Regions from separate parts of the Mus musculus genome. Here region 2 is linked to region 1. A link is a contact called in public HiChIP or PLAC-seq data. All regions are on one chromosome and are shown on one strand. Each heading gives the region's core, a stretch centred on a gene start, on an enhancer-like site or on the middle of the called end of the contact. The rest is flanking DNA. Distances are from core to core; before and after follow the strand shown. Region 1 overlaps Gm39683 (a long non-coding RNA gene). Region 2 has its middle 27 kb from the start of Gm30568.

Region 1 (7,489 bases), core at 2,813-5,312:
GAGGGTGCAGAACAACACACTGCAAAGCATCTCTGGAGCCGGAGGCCACCATGAACATCTGGCGGTTCAGTCGCGGTACATCCTCGTGCTCCATGATGGACAGGGGAGCTGCAGGGGTTGCCCGGTCTTGCTCGCCTGCGCCCAGAGCAGGCATGCACCTGCCACAACTTGTGCTAAGCAAAGGCAGCTTCGTGGCGCTGGTTCCCTCTCATCTTGGCTGTTACCATCCAAGAGAGCTATTCTCTGTAGGATTTCTCTGTGGAAAACTGGCCAACCGGAGAAAAAAAGGCCTATTGCTACTGAAATTAGATTCAGGCAACAAAATAAGCAGGCATCAGGCCTGCTCATGCTGGATAAGAGCCCAGTAGGCCCCATGCCCTGTCCCCTGCTTACAGAAGCCCCACTCAACACCCTAGATAGCCTGGGGCCTCCAGAGCGTGAGGAAAACATAACAAACGAGAAAACCAAACTTTACTAATTTTTTTCAAGTTTAAAACAGTCACCACACTGCTGCAACATACATGAGCAAGTAGAATTCATGTAAGTATGTACTGGGTTCTAAATTCCATATTCCTATGGAAAAAAATCATTATTTTTTATTTAATATTATTTATAGCTTTGGGCTTACAGTGAATGTTATACTGTCTATTAGGTTTTTAAATATGTTTAAAATTATCTTATCTATATGTGTGTTTTGTCTGCATGTTTTTGAGTGCCATGTATATGCCTGGTGCCCAATGAACCCATGAGAGGATGTCAGATCCACCAGGTCTGGAGTTATAGATGGTTGTGAGCTGCCATTTGGGTGCTAGGAATTGAATCTGGGTCCTCTGCAAGAGCAACAAGTACTTTAAACTGCTGAGTCATCTCCCCAGCCATAGATATATTTACAGCCATACACACACACACACACACACACACACACACACACACACACACACATATATGAAAGTACAGTGCACAGGGAAATGCAATATATTATATTTTATGTATATGTATGATGTCTCATATATATCATATATATGTGCCTGTTTTTCAGGCATACCCTCTCCCAGTTGGACAGTAAAGGCAAGGTCCATGTGGATCATAAATTCGTCTTATGGCACATATGTCCCCTCTCATGGATGAAGTAACTCTGATTGGGTCAAGAGAGCATGGGTAAGACATATGCACTCCTTACTGGTTCTGTTCACTGTGTACTCAAAAATGGCCAGCTCTAATTAAGATGACTTCAGTTCCCAGTTCCTGCCACAAGACCCATAAAAGCCCATGGCAGGGCAACATGGGGTTTCCATCTGTGGAGCCCCTCTCATTTTCACTCTTGGGATTCTGGGTTGTTTTTTTTGTTGTTGTTGTTGTTGTTAATTAATTAATTAATTATAATAATAATAATTATTATTCTTTAATTCTTTTTACATCCAGTCATTATCCCCCTCCCAGTCCACCCTCTGACTGTTCCTCATTCCATTCCTCTCCCGCTCTCCTCCTCCTATGCCCCCCCATCTCCAAGAGGATGTCCCTACCCCACCCCACCCCATCCCACCAGACCTCCCCACTCCCTGGGCCCTCAACCTCAAGTCTTTCAAGAGTTAGGTGCATCTTCCCTGACTGAGTCCAGACCCGGCAGTCCTCTGCTGTATATGTGTCTGGGGCCTCATATCAGCTGGTGTATGCTGCCTGGTTGGTGGCTCAGTGTCTGAGAGATCTCGGGGGGGTGGTGGGGGGGTGGGGTGGGGGAGGTCCGGGTTAGTTGAGACTGCTGGTCTTCCTATGTGACTGCCCTCCTCCTCAGCTTCTTCCAGCCTTTCCCTAATTCAACCACTGAGGTCCCCAGCCTCTGTCCATTGGTTGGGTGCTAGTATCTGCATCTGACTCTTTCAGCTGCTTGTTGGGCCTCTCATAGGGCAGCCATGCTAGGCTCCTGTCTGTAATGGTTTGTTTTTCTTCTGCTATGATAAAGCATTGACCTAAAGCAACCTCGGGGTGGGGCTTGGGGGAGAAAGGGTTTATGTGACTTACAAGCTGCAGTTCATTTTCAAGGGAGGCAACGGTGGAAACTCAGGCAGGGACTGAAGCAGAGGCCGTGGAAGAACCTGCTACTGGCTTAGCCCTATGGCTTGCTCAGCCTGTGTTCTTATTCAGCCCAGACCTGGCTGCTTAGGGATGGATTCGGCACATTAGGCTGAGCCCTCTTACATCAAATAGCAATTAAGAAAATTCCTCACAAGGAGAGGCCCTTGGGGCCTGAGGGTGTTCGATGCCACGGTGTAGGGGAATGCCAGGGTGGGAGGACAGGAGTGGGTAGGTGGGAAGCACTCTCATAGAGGCAGGGGGAGGGGGAATGGGATAGGGGGTTTCCAAAGGGGAGACCTGGAAAGGGAAAAACATTTGAAATGTAAATAAAGAAAATATTCAATAAAAAAAAATTTCCCACAAGTCAATCCGATGGCGGCAATCCTTCAGTTGAGAGTCCCTCCCTCTTCCTGGGTGACTCTAGGTTTGTGTCACCTTGAAACCAACTTTTCCTTAATAAATCTGTGTCCACTATGCCTACTGCTCAACTGTGGTTCCTGCTTCTCCTTGGGTTTGAGACAAGGAACTTGGGATCCACTGACTCTGGGTGGCCGTGGTTATTATCTGATTGTCAGGGATCCTAGCGACCCAGCTAAACTCCGAGAGCAGCAACAGGCTCTTCTCTCAGTAAACAGATGTCAGTTTCACAAATGGTAACCAATTCAAAAACAGAAAAACTGTGATGCGATGTTTATAGTGAAAACAAGGTTTAATGCCAGCTAATTTCTTTATTATTTCTGGGGTATGTGGAGCATCTTAAATGTCATCTAGAAAGTACAATGTACAGCAAAATATAATCTTTAGTTGAAAATTTTCATTTTATAACAATGAATTTACCTTTTGTCTCCTTAAAGGGAGCTTGTATACTTTAATTTTTTTCTGAAGACAGGTTTTTATATTTTGTTGTAAGTGTCCCCTCACTCCTGCCCCAGCTTTTGTATTTTTGTATTTTTAAAGCCAAACTACACAACTTTCAGTGTGAAAGACACCAAAACTAACAAAAATAAACAGAGAAAGGGACTTTCTGGGTAACAAAGGGAATGTAAGACACCAAAAACCCCAACCCAACCCAAACCAAAACAAGCAAAAGAAACCCCTGAACCATTAAAATAATTACAGTGATGCCCAGAAAGATCACAGTCCAGTTTTCCCTTCTTTTCTTTTCTTTCTTTTTAAAATTTTTTAGTTTTTTTCTATTGTTCTTTTGGTGTTTTGGGAGAGTCTGACTATGTAGATTAGGGCTGGTCTCTAACTTACAGATATCCATCTGTTTTTGAGTTACCATGTCCAGCTTAAGGCACAGCATTTCGTTTTGTTTTGTGTTTTTAAAGGGGAAAGGTGCCATTTAAAGAAATGGATACAACTGCATAAGAAGCCAGTCTTGGAAACTACTAACAGTTTTATCCCACTGGGGACTGTAAATACCAATTGTGGAAATCTCCTAGGAGTAAAACAAAAAACAAACAAACAAAAATCAAAGTAATGGAAAAAAAGAAAGGTCAAAGGTCATCCTGCAGGCGTTTCAGTGGGAAAGACCAGAGAATGAGCGCACATAATCAATTAAGCATACTAGAAAGCATTTCAGTGCCACGTTCATAAATCACTGGTCCAAAGGCATGGCGGAGAAATGAGGCCCACAGCCAGGTACTTAATCTTGAGTTGTCAGAGCATCGAGAACGCAGAGATGAGCTGGGTAAGGAGAAGTCACATACAAAGCGCAGGGATGAGGACAAAGGCGGCACACAAACCAGGGCACGAGGAACAGTGCCTTCAGAGTGATCGATCCCTTCGCCTTTTTGCACAGGACCGTACTAAACAGTAACTCCACCAAAATGAAGTGTAGGCCGAGGCAGAGAGAATTAGGATCAAAAAGGAACTGAAAGGAAGCATAGCGGGTTCCATAGCAAGGAGATGAGAGCTTGCTACGGTGGTTTGAATAAGAAATGAGCTAGCTCCACGGTCCTGCATTTGAACATCTCGTCTCCAGTTGGTGGCGCTGTTTGGGGAGCTTTAGCCGGTGCAGCGGTGGGGCTGGGATCGGTGGAGGAGGGCTTTGAGCTTAAAGCCTTGCAAAGTTTCAGTTTGCCCTCTCTGCTTATGTTTATAGCTAAGTATGTAAGCTCTCAGCTTCCTGGTCCTGCAGCCCCACTTAACCCTTGCCAGGCAGCTCATAACTACTGTAACTCCAGCTTTCTGTATTCTTGATGCTAATACCTGGCTGTGGGTCTCATTTCTCCACAATGCCTTCGGTTGCTTTGAATGGTGTCTTATGGAAGCAATTAAAGAAAATAAATCATCCTCTGAAGAGAGCGATGTTTGGAGAAAAAAATTAAAGCATCCCGCTGTGGTTTGAGTCATCATGGGGGGGGGGAGGTGGCATGGGGAGAGATGAATGATAAACTACACGGAGAATAAAGCAAAACAACAACAGCAGGTATTCTTTTAAATTGAGCTTCATTTGTACTTTTCATATACGTATGTGGCCGTGTCTCTCTTCTGCCCTAGGTTTGGGGGTGTCCTGAGAGGTCAGATCCCCTGGATCTGAAGTTGTAAGAAGTTATGAGCTGCCTGCCACAGGTGCTGGGACCTGAACTCTGTTCCTCTTGAAGAGCATCAAGCGATCATAACCGCGATCTAACCGCTGAGTCATTTCTCTAGTCCCACAAAGGCAGTCTCTAAGGCGGGTATGGGGTAGAGGTGGGGACTCTAAAGAAAGGAAATGAGTCTGGATTTAACATGGAGTAGTATTTGCCCAGAAACAATAAAAGTACTAAATATTGGTTATTATTTTTTGGCATTACTTTTTGATTGATATGTAGTAATTATATGCATTTTGGCATGGCTTATTTTAATACAGTGTATGCTGAATATTTAATTTTTTTCTATTTTTAACTTTAAAATGTTTTAATTTTTGGTTTGGGAGCTGGTTCAGTCCATAATGGCCTTGTCCAAGTGCAGGGACTTGGGCTGGCGTCCTAAGCATGCACTTGAAAAATCAAGTCAGACAGGAGAGTGTACGCCTATAATCCCATTGCCAGAGCCAGTGGTGGAGACAGGAGGATTCCTAGGACTTGCTGTATAGCCAGGCTAACTGAAATAGCAACCTCTGGTTCTGAGTGAGATCCTGTGTCAAATAAGGTGGGGGTTAACTGAGGAAGACTTCTGGTATTGACCTCTGGCCTCTACAGGCCGACACCCACAGATGTACTGCACACTTCTCTCTCTCTCTCTCTCTCTCTCTCTCTCTCTCTCTCTCTCTCTCTCTCTCACACACACACACACACACACACACACGTTGTAGTCTGTTAAAATGCATAACTAATCATGTCAGACTCTGTTGCTCTTTTGTGCTACAAAACATTAGATTGGCACCAACTGTGGTTTGAAACCGTTCTCCACTCTCTACTGTCGAACAGCTGATTGTTAAGTGGGCCAGTGGAAGTGTGTGTGTGTGTATGTGTGTATACACATGTGAGCATGTGTCTGGGGATCAGAAAAGTATATATGTAAAAGAGATGAATCTTCGCCTTTTCTGGTGACAGTCAATAAAGAGTGTCTAAAATGAAAATTAGATCAAGATTAATAGCCTTTTAAAATGTGTAGTTAAAGTTTTAAGAATGGGTAAGGAAATACAGGAGGTTGCCCTCAGAGTCAGAGTCTCTGAGGGAAAGTACTCGCTGCACTGTTGTTTGTATTTTATGCTTTTAAGTAATTCTTAACTTCGGAAACTATGAAATTATGCATAACTGTATAACACTATAAAAATCAATGCCAGTTGTTCAACATCTCTGCTTCCCTTCAGTTTTATATTGTACTACCCTCTGCCCCCCTGGCCCACTGAGTTCACAGGCATCTAAGACAGTGTCAGACTCACCTGAAATCTACCAGAAACAACCAGAAAACTATCTCTCTCCCCACTTCTAGGAGAGAAGCTGCCAGCCAGCAGCTTGGCGGTAGGGTGAGCCTCCACCTTGCTTCTGAGCTGGGAGCGCCTTCCAGATTCAGTGCTTTTTCCAAATCAGAACAGAAACCCTAACTCTCCACTCCTGGCCCCCAAGCTGACCAAAGTGACTTTGCAGGAATAGTCATTAAACTGGAGGAACCTACAAAAGGAGAACCATGCACAGCCCTAAACCACAAGGCTTCTTCGATTGCTTTTGTCCTTCGGAGACAGCAGAATGGATGGGCTGCCCTGGGAGACCTGGCAGATGGGAAACTCGTTAGAGATGCAAGCTTCAGAGAGAAGGACCCGTGTATGTCAGGAGTTTGGGGGGTATTCACTGTTGCCTGGAAACCAGAGACCAAATAGGAAACAGGAAGCCCCGGGAGAAGAGAAGAAGGAATACTTGAGCTTCGTTTCCAGAGGTGAGGGCTGCCTGCCAAGGCCCGAGGGCAGCTCTGTGCCTTATTTCTCCTCCAGCCTCAGACAATCAGCACTATTTCCCCTGGCTCCCACTCCTTCCCAGCCTCTCTTTGCACCTCTTAGAGTCTAGGTGAGCCTGTAATGGTGTCCGAGGACATATTTGTGTGTGTGTGTGTGTGTGTGTGCGTGCACGTGCACGCACTGAGCCTTGGGCCATTTTCTGGAAGAAGTCTCTGACGAAACTGACAGTCTAATAGAAAAATTGCCTCACCTCTGGGTTTCTTGCAGCTGTTTGGCTACTCGGGCCATGGACTCCCAGGTCTATCTGTGTGACCCTGGGTGAGGCAGGGTCTGTCTGAGTTTGTCCTAGAAACTGCAGCTGGAGCAGTGTTTGGCCAAGTTGGAAGAATTCCTAGCGTACAAGGGAGCACAGAGCATAAAACCCGAATGACCTCTATTCTGGGAACCTGCTGAACACACCAAATAGGTCCTTTACTGAGGTACACACAGGCCTAGCTAAAAAGGGTCACTCAATGGGCCATTCTGGTTCAGAGCATGGTCTTCATTGTCTCGTACATCTGTCTGTCACTCCAAATGCAGGTGGAACCTCTTCCTTATTCCCATCTTGGGAGCCAGATTATTGTACCCACACCATGGGTATTTTTTTGGAGTTAGCACCTGTGCACTTGAAAGTTTGGGAGGAGGGTATGAACTTGGGGATCAGGCAGACTGATCCCCATCACTGAAGCTGGGACAGCTTTGCCTCAGCTTCTTCATTTAGAGACCCATGGGAATCCTATGGGTTCAGTGAGGCCATGAGGATTTGGGTATTTGAAATCTGGGTCTTGAATAGACATGGCTCCAGAGAGGATATACAAATGGTCAACAAGCATCTAACCAGGGTAAAACCAGCGGAAAAATACAGCCCCATACCTACACGAATGTCTATAGCAATGAAAAAGGAAAGGAGACCGTGATGGGCGTTGCAAGGCTGTATGGAGCCTCTGTACACCGAGGGGAGAAATAGAAATGCAGCTGTGGGGGAAAGGCTGG
Region 2 (7,489 bases), core at 3,168-5,667, 300 kb after region 1:
GTATCCCTGGCTTCTGCTAACTGGCCAGCCGCTCATCCCATTGTATGAACTGAAAGGTTCTGTCCAACACGACAGTCCCTCGTGTTGGAGGCCTGGCCACCCAGGGATGCTCCTGCCGCTGGTTTTGGAGCGGTTTTAAGTTCCAAAATGGAAATATAATCACAGGAGGGATCAGCAGGGGTCATGGAATCCAATGTGGCTCAGATTTGAGTGACATGTGGCATCTTTCCAAGGATTTTAAGGATTCCCAGTGTTGATTTGATGTAATTCTTTTACTGAGATCCTTCGTTAAATATGACACCCATAAAACTGGCAAACTTCCCGCAGGCTTGCAACTTTTTTACAGCTATAAACTCAAACTAAACCCAATCACAACAAACCACATATAATAGCATCCAACTGATGTAACGGTGTGGGACTATGAAAAGGAGCCTGGTTCCCCATTAAGCTAAGGCTAGAAACCCCAAAGACCCTGAAGGGATGGTAGGAGTTTTGCCTGTTCCCAGATACCAGGTCCCTGTCACTAGCCGCAGCCTCCCATAGATTTGTGGCCATCAGTTACCTAAGGGCAACGCCACAGTGTCCCTCCACATGTAAAGGATGTGACCTGTAGTAACATAGGCTCAAGACAGATCTCCATTTTAATGAGGTACCTAAAGGCCTGGAGGGTTTAGCCAATAAGCTTTCCTTCCCAGACACTCCTCCCTGCAAAAGGCATTTAACCTCAGGCCTGGGGTAGGGTTTTACTCATCCACTTTCCGCCATGACAATAAATGCCTTAAAGTCATGGACTGCCTCTTTTCATCCAGCTCCGCTGTGGGGAGCCATGGAGAAGGCCTTCGCTTATAGAGCTGTAGTCTAATCTCCCATAGAAGGCCTCTCTGTGCTCCGGACAATGGCCACCAAGCCAAGCCGAAGCCTGTAGCTGCCTTCAAGCCGAGAATTCCCCCCTGTGGGATGAGCCAGAGCTCCCTCCTTCTCCCCACCACGACCCCAAGACAGATCCAGCCCATGGGTCTTCACTCTGTTCTCAGCTGTCCCGCAGCTTCCAGCTGTGCCTGGGTGTCCGAGAGCCTGAGAACCAGCCCCTGCCTCATCACAGGCCCGGGGACCCCCTGAGCCAGCTCCAGCTGTCCTAGACCTCAGACTGGGCCCTCCCCACTCCCAGATTGGTGTCCCAGAGCTTCGGAATGGCCCAACATCCACCTAGCGACTGTTAACTCTCCCACACCCCCAAGCGGCCGTGCCCTGTGGCAGAGTGGATACGGAATCCATACCCCTTCCTAAGGGTATGATGAGGTTTTTTGACGATGCCCTTTACTCTGTACTTGGGTACCAGTATGATTCGATTGGGCTTGCCCTGTCTGTATTGTCCCAGGACCAAAATCTCATGTGATACTATTTCTCCAATGCTGTATGGACACTCTGTTTATGAGGTCTCCTTGAAGTTGTTTGCCAGTGTGTGTTCTGCCCACTAAGGTCACCTGTGTTTTCTTATTGGCCCAAGGCAGCTGAAATAGCACATCCCATTCCCAGTTGGCTCATAGATATTAATTGGTTAGCTCTGGGGTGGACCCATGACCCCAGAAGCAGCTCATAAGAATCTAGATTCTTGACAAAATGAAAATAAGTTTTTTCTTTTGAGACAGGGTCTCATGTATTCCAGGCTGTCGTGGATCTCACCATATCCCAGGAAAGCACTGGACTTCTGCCCCTCCTCATCTGCCTCCCGAAGGACTGGGATTGCAGGCAGGTGCCACCATGCTGACGTTGGAGATGAACCTCAGGACTTTGTGAATGCTAGGAAAGTGTTTTATGACTTGAGCTATATAATAATTTGTATTTTTTAAGTTAAAAGTTTTTACAAAGACTTTCTAAGAACATATTAACAGGTTCTTGACAGAGCTCAAATAGGCCTGAGCTCTTTATGGGAGAGAGCTGAGGCCAGAGAGCTTCCCAGGGTGTGTGTGTGTCTGTGCATGCACATGTGTGCATATGTGTGTAGGTGCTTGTGTGTATGCTTGTATGCTTATGTGTATAAGTGTGCCTGTGTATGTATGTATGTGTATGTATGTATGTGTATGTGTGAGTGCGTGTGTATGTGTGTGTATATATGTGTATGTATGTGTGTGTATGTGTGTATGTATGTATATGTGTAAATGTGTGTATTTATGTGTGTGTATGTATGTATGTGTGTGTGTATATGTGTGTGTGTGTGTATGTATGTATGTGTGTGTATGTGTGTGTGTGTTTAGGGCTCTGGGTGGGTGGGAGCCTAGTTATTAAGGTCACAGCAGACATCAAGTCTGGAGCCAGAGATCTCTGCTCTTCTTCTCACCCCACAGCCTGCTGGGACCTTGAGGTATGCCATTATTAGCAGCATTGACTTAAATATCATTAAGCTGAGCTGCGTGCCTCAGGTGCACTTGTGAAAGGCACTAAAAGTGAAGAAGAAACTTCCTTTTCAGATCTTTTCCTGTTTAGTAATATGTATTTTATTGACACAGATACACATAGAAAAGGGCTCAACATAAACACCCAGCTTAGTGCATACTTATAAAAAGAAAACACACAAAGCCACAACCAGACCAAGGGACAGAACAATCCCATTGTGCAGAAGTCCATTGTATATTTCCCTCAGCCGCTTCCTCTTTTCTCCTTCTTGAAGTCACCAGCATCCTGGCTTTTAGCATAGTGACCCCCTTTGCTCTCTTCCCAGCCCAGTGCACATGCCGAAACAGAAGAGGTGTCTTAGTCAGGGTTTCTCTTCCTGCACAAACATCATGACTAAGAAGCAAGTTGGGAAGGAAAGGGTTTATTCAGCTTACACTTCCACATTGCTGTTCATCACCAAAGGAAGTCAGGCAGGAACTCACCCAGGGCAGGAACCTAGAGGCAGGAGCTGATGCAGAGGCCATGGAGGGATGCTGCTTACTGGCTTGCTTCCCCTGGCTTGCTCAGCCTGCTCTCTTATAGAACCAAGACTACCAACCCAGGGGATGGCACCACCCACAAGGGGTCCTCCCACCCTTGATCACTAATTGAGAAAATGCCTTACAGCTGGATCTCATGGAGGCATTACCTGAAGGGAGGCTCCTTTCTCTGTGATAACTCCAGCTTGTGTCAACTTGACACACAAAGCCAGCCAGTAGGAGAGGTTAGCTTTGTTAGCTTGATGTGTTCAGTCAAGGCTTACAGCTTTGCTCATCATTGAGCGGGTCTGGCTCTGACCCTTTCTATGTGAGCAGGCACACAGCTGTCTCCAGTTTGTGGGATTTGTGAGCTGTGCTCTTGTCAGCACACTTTGTGCTGAAGCCTTCCACTAGTTAAGTAGACACACTCACTTCCGGGGCATTTCCCTACAGTGGACACAGGACAAGTCACGCCTTAGTGCAGTGGTTCTCAACCTCCCTCATGCTGCGACCCTTTAATACAGACCCTCATGTGGTGGTGACCCCCCCAACCATAAAATTATTTCTTTGCTACTCCGTAATTGTGATTTTGCTGCTGTTATGAACCATAATGTGTTTTCCAATAGTCTTAGGCTACCCATGTGAAAGGGGCATTTGAACATTACTTTGATCACAGCCTGCAGGTTGAGAATCACTGCCTTAGGGCAACTTACCAATATGCGCAAGTGTTTACCAAAATTCTTTCTTCAACTTAAACTCTCCAGGGATTCCCAACACCCTGCATCCTTCGCTCTTGCCATTACCAAACTTGAGCATGTCCAGGGCTCAGGTGCACTGCTGTAGTCTCATGCTGGGCACAATTTGCACTCCGCTGCCTCCTGAGTGAAATCAGAAGAGTTCCTACTGCTTATCGGCCACCTGACTTCCTCTCGTGTTATGGGTCTGTTGAGTATTTTTGGCTGTTTTCCTGTTACAGAATTAAACCTTTTTTCTTTTGATGAAATTTTGTCTTCATTAAAATTACACTGGAGAGAAAAGCGCGCCTGACTTCTGAGTGTCACCTGCTCGCCTGATTACTGTGTGTGGCTGAAGGTAAATCTGTAAAGCACACGATAGATTATTTTTATACTTCAAGTCTCTGAAAAGATAACAATGGAGGCTCCCAGAAACATAGCCGTCCAGGTCATTTTTTTTTCTTATCTCCATTTCCCAACTCCCTCATTTCCCTATATTTTCCTAGAGAACAAACATACGCCTCCACACCACCATCTTTTGTTAAGATCACCAAGCATTCAGAAAGCAATTTGCTATTCTGCAGGGTGGCTCTCATGCTGTGCTTTATGCATTATTATGAGCTGGCTCAAGGCGACTAAGGAATTGCCTGCAGTGTCTATGCCCTCCACGGCTGAGATAACATTAACTAAAGACTATACATACACCTCCGGTGGCGAATTCCTCCTAGCAAAAATGAATTGACAGCTCGCAGAGCCCTGGGCTGTAGCTTTTTGCTCCCCTTATCTGCTTTAGACACCTGGGAATGAGCTCACTGGCAAGGAACGAAGCCCATACCATCTACCATTACATAAATTATTCAGTTATCTGTGATGTCCTTGTAACATGAGAACCCCTATTAAAAAAATAAATAGCTACAGTGCTTACAGAGGCCCATGTCTGCTATTTATAGCCTTGATGGATGCTGCTTTGAATAAACCTTACTAGAATTCCCGGATACTGTGAGGATAGATGCAGGCGTTTCATTCTAAGGTGCTTGCTGCATGCATGTGTGTATGCCGCTGCGTGGGGCACACGTACTACATAGAACAGAGAGAGCCCGAGCAGACGCGGCTTATTTGTTAAGCTCCTTCTTATTTTTCTTATATTTTGAAAATTGAAATAAGGACAAACAGGTTACAAGTCCCCGACATTTACCATGGTGTGTGTTCTCCATTGTATTCAGGCAACGGGGTCCCTGCTTTTTAAAAAAGAGCGACCTTTATTTTTCTGTTAAGAATGCCAGATGTCTGTCATAGTCAAATAGGGGCCTGGGACACTGGGCTTCCTAATTATCTCTACTGAACGCAGGATGGAGCTTGAGTTACCCAGAGTCAAGGCCTCCTGCAGATCAGAGCAAGGCAGCTGGTTTATCTGATTCTTCATTCTGGTAAATCCAGAAAAGAAATACGCACATGTCTTTTTTTTTCTTCATAATTTAATTAGTTGTTTTTTATCTATTATAGTGCTAAGGATTGAATACGTATACATGTTGGTTAAGATAAGTACCTGGCCCACTAAAGTCCCCTCAGTCCCCTCATAGCTTAACTTAAATTTTTTTCCTTTTTATTTTGAATTCTGTGTCTGTGTGAGTCTGTACATGTGAAGAAGGGTACCTATAGAAGCCAGAGGTGACCCTCTTGAGCAGTTGTTCTAAACTTTCCTAATGCTGAGACCCTTTAATACAGTTCCTCACGTGTGGTGACCCCCAACCAATACATAGCATTATTTTTGTTGCTACTTCACGACTGAAATTTTGCTACTGTGATGAATCATAATGTAAGATATCTGTGTTTTCCAATGGTCTTAGGTGACCCCTGTGAAACCATCATTTGGTTTCCCAAGAGGGTTGTGTACTGGCTGGCTTTGTGTCAACTTTACCGAAGCTGGAGTTATCACAGAGAAAGGAGCTTCAGTTGAGGAAATGCCTCCATGAGATGCAGCTGTAAGGCATTTTCTCAATTAGTGATCAAGGGTGGGAGGGCCCCTTGTGGGTGGTGCCATCCCTGGGCTGGTAGTCTTGGGTTCTATAAGAGAGCAGGCTGAGCAAGCCAGGGAAGCAAGCCAGTAAGTAACATCCCTTCGTGGCCTCTGCAGTCAGCTCCTGCTTCCTGACCTGCTTGAGTTCCAGTCCTGACTCCCTGTGGTGATGCATAGCAGTGTGGGAAGTGTAAGCTGAGTAAACCCTTTCCTCCCCAGCTTGCTTCTTGGCCATGGTGTTTGTGCAGGAATAGAAACCCTGACTAAGGCAGGTTGTGACCCACAGATTGAGAGCCATTGCTCTAGAGCTAGGGCTCCAGGCAGTTGTAAGTCACCTGGCGTGGCTGTTAGGACTGACCTCTGGGTCCTTTGCAAGGACAGTACACGTTTGATGCACACACACTCACACACATGCATCATCACACATACAGAACATGCATACACACATTCATACCACGCATACACATGAAAATGAAAAAAAAAAACTTATGCTTCTTCCAAATTCCAATGACATTCTTCACAGAAGTAGGAAGAAAAATCCTAAAATGTATCCAGAGACACAAAGAACCAAGCAGCCAAAGAGTCCTGAACAACATATGAAAGGTGTCACTTCACCTAACTTCAAACAAGATGACAGAGTCACAGAAACAGAGTGATCCTGTTTCTATGACACATAGACACATAGACATATAGAAAAATGGAACAGAAGAAAATCCTTCAAGAAGCCTAAAATAGCACAGCCTTGGACAAACACTCAGCAATAAAAAGGGGAGAAACTTTGATATGTGAAAAAAGTTGGGTGGACTTCAGTGAAAACCAGGTAACAACATACAGTGACAAAAGGTTACATATTCTACTTTGTCATGTATATGAATGATATCTTTAGGTTTTTGAGAGTCTTGCAGTGTTGCCCCGGCTAGCCTCAAAATTCTGGGCTCCTGTATTCTAAGAAGCTGAGATTATACATATGTACCATATGTATATATACATACGTGCCATATGTATATACATGTGCCCCATTTATATGGCATCCTGAAATAACAGTGTTAGGATGAGAGAGCAAAGGTTAGCAATCAATAGGAGCTGAAGCTGGAGGATGGAGGCATCAACAAAAGGAAAATAAACTAACATAAGAATGAGAAATATTGATACACACAATTTGTCATAAAATAATTACGGCTAAGTACATGTTTGCGTGCACACACATATGAATATATAGGGTGCCATGACACCTGATTGAGATCTATGTATTGTACCAGTGTCAATATCTTGACTGTGATATATATGGTTTATAGGTTTTAAGATGTCATCACTGGGAATAAGCTGGGTGAAGAGCAATGGCATCATCTCCATTACCTCTTACAGCTGAGTTTATGGCTATTTTAAAATATGACACCTGAGCCTGGTGGTAGTGGTGTATGCCTTTAATCCCAGCACTGGGAAGATAGAGACAGGTGGATCTCTGAGTTGGAGACCAAACTGGACTTCGGAGTTCCAGGACAGGCAGGGCTGGTTACAAAGAGAAACCTGGTCTCAAAAAAAGAAACAATGAAAACAGAAACAAAAAACTCACAGCAAACAAACAAATAAACCCAAAACACACACACACACACACATCTGAGTTTCCAGGTAACATGGATACAGCTGCACCAGGAGAGCCCCTTTCTGCCCTGGTAATTTATTAAAATGACTGTGGTTCCTGGTGGTTCTAAAGACACACTGCCCTTATCCAGGTGTCATTTTGAAGACCCAGACAATAGAGTTTGTGGTGTTTGAAGAGGAATGGCCCCCATAGACTTATGTATTTAAATGCTTGGTCCATAGGG

Evidence for each region. HiChIP or PLAC-seq counts read pairs in DNA pulled down with a chosen protein or histone mark.
Region 2: a contact with region 1 is called in an H3K4me3 HiChIP or PLAC-seq map of embryonic hindbrain, with 4 times the contacts expected there. The contact joins two enhancer-like sites. A contact is called at or near these places in 1 of 15 datasets of contacts at CTCF or cohesin (the NIH/3T3 cell line), 6 of 484 Hi-C or Micro-C datasets (the G1E-ER4 cell line, the MC38 cell line, bone marrow-derived macrophages and 2 more) and 13 of 115 datasets of contacts at active chromatin or transcription factors (the HPC-7 cell line, bone marrow-derived dendritic cells, bone marrow-derived macrophages and 9 more).

What each region holds. Positions count from the first base shown.
Region 1 is chr1:156,748,484-156,755,972 of GRCm38.p6, forward strand. Gm39683 (a long non-coding RNA gene) reads left to right here. Exons shown (of 3, transcript XR_865660.1): 2 at 1,040-1,158; 3 at 4,579-4,778. Among named protein-coding and RNA genes, the nearest start is that of Gm39683, 7.8 kb to the left of the region's middle. Within about 2 kb of position 4,063, at least 79 of the 459 cell types and tissues checked have an H3K27ac peak or open chromatin away from gene starts, as enhancers often do. A contact at or near this core is called in the G1E-ER4 cell line, where this site is marked.
Region 2 is chr1:157,051,089-157,058,577 of GRCm38.p6, forward strand. No RefSeq gene overlaps it. Among named protein-coding and RNA genes, the nearest start is that of Gm30568, 27 kb to the right of the region's middle. Within about 2 kb of position 4,418, at least 49 of the 459 cell types and tissues checked have an H3K27ac peak or open chromatin away from gene starts, as enhancers often do. A contact at or near this core is called in the G1E-ER4 cell line, where this site is marked.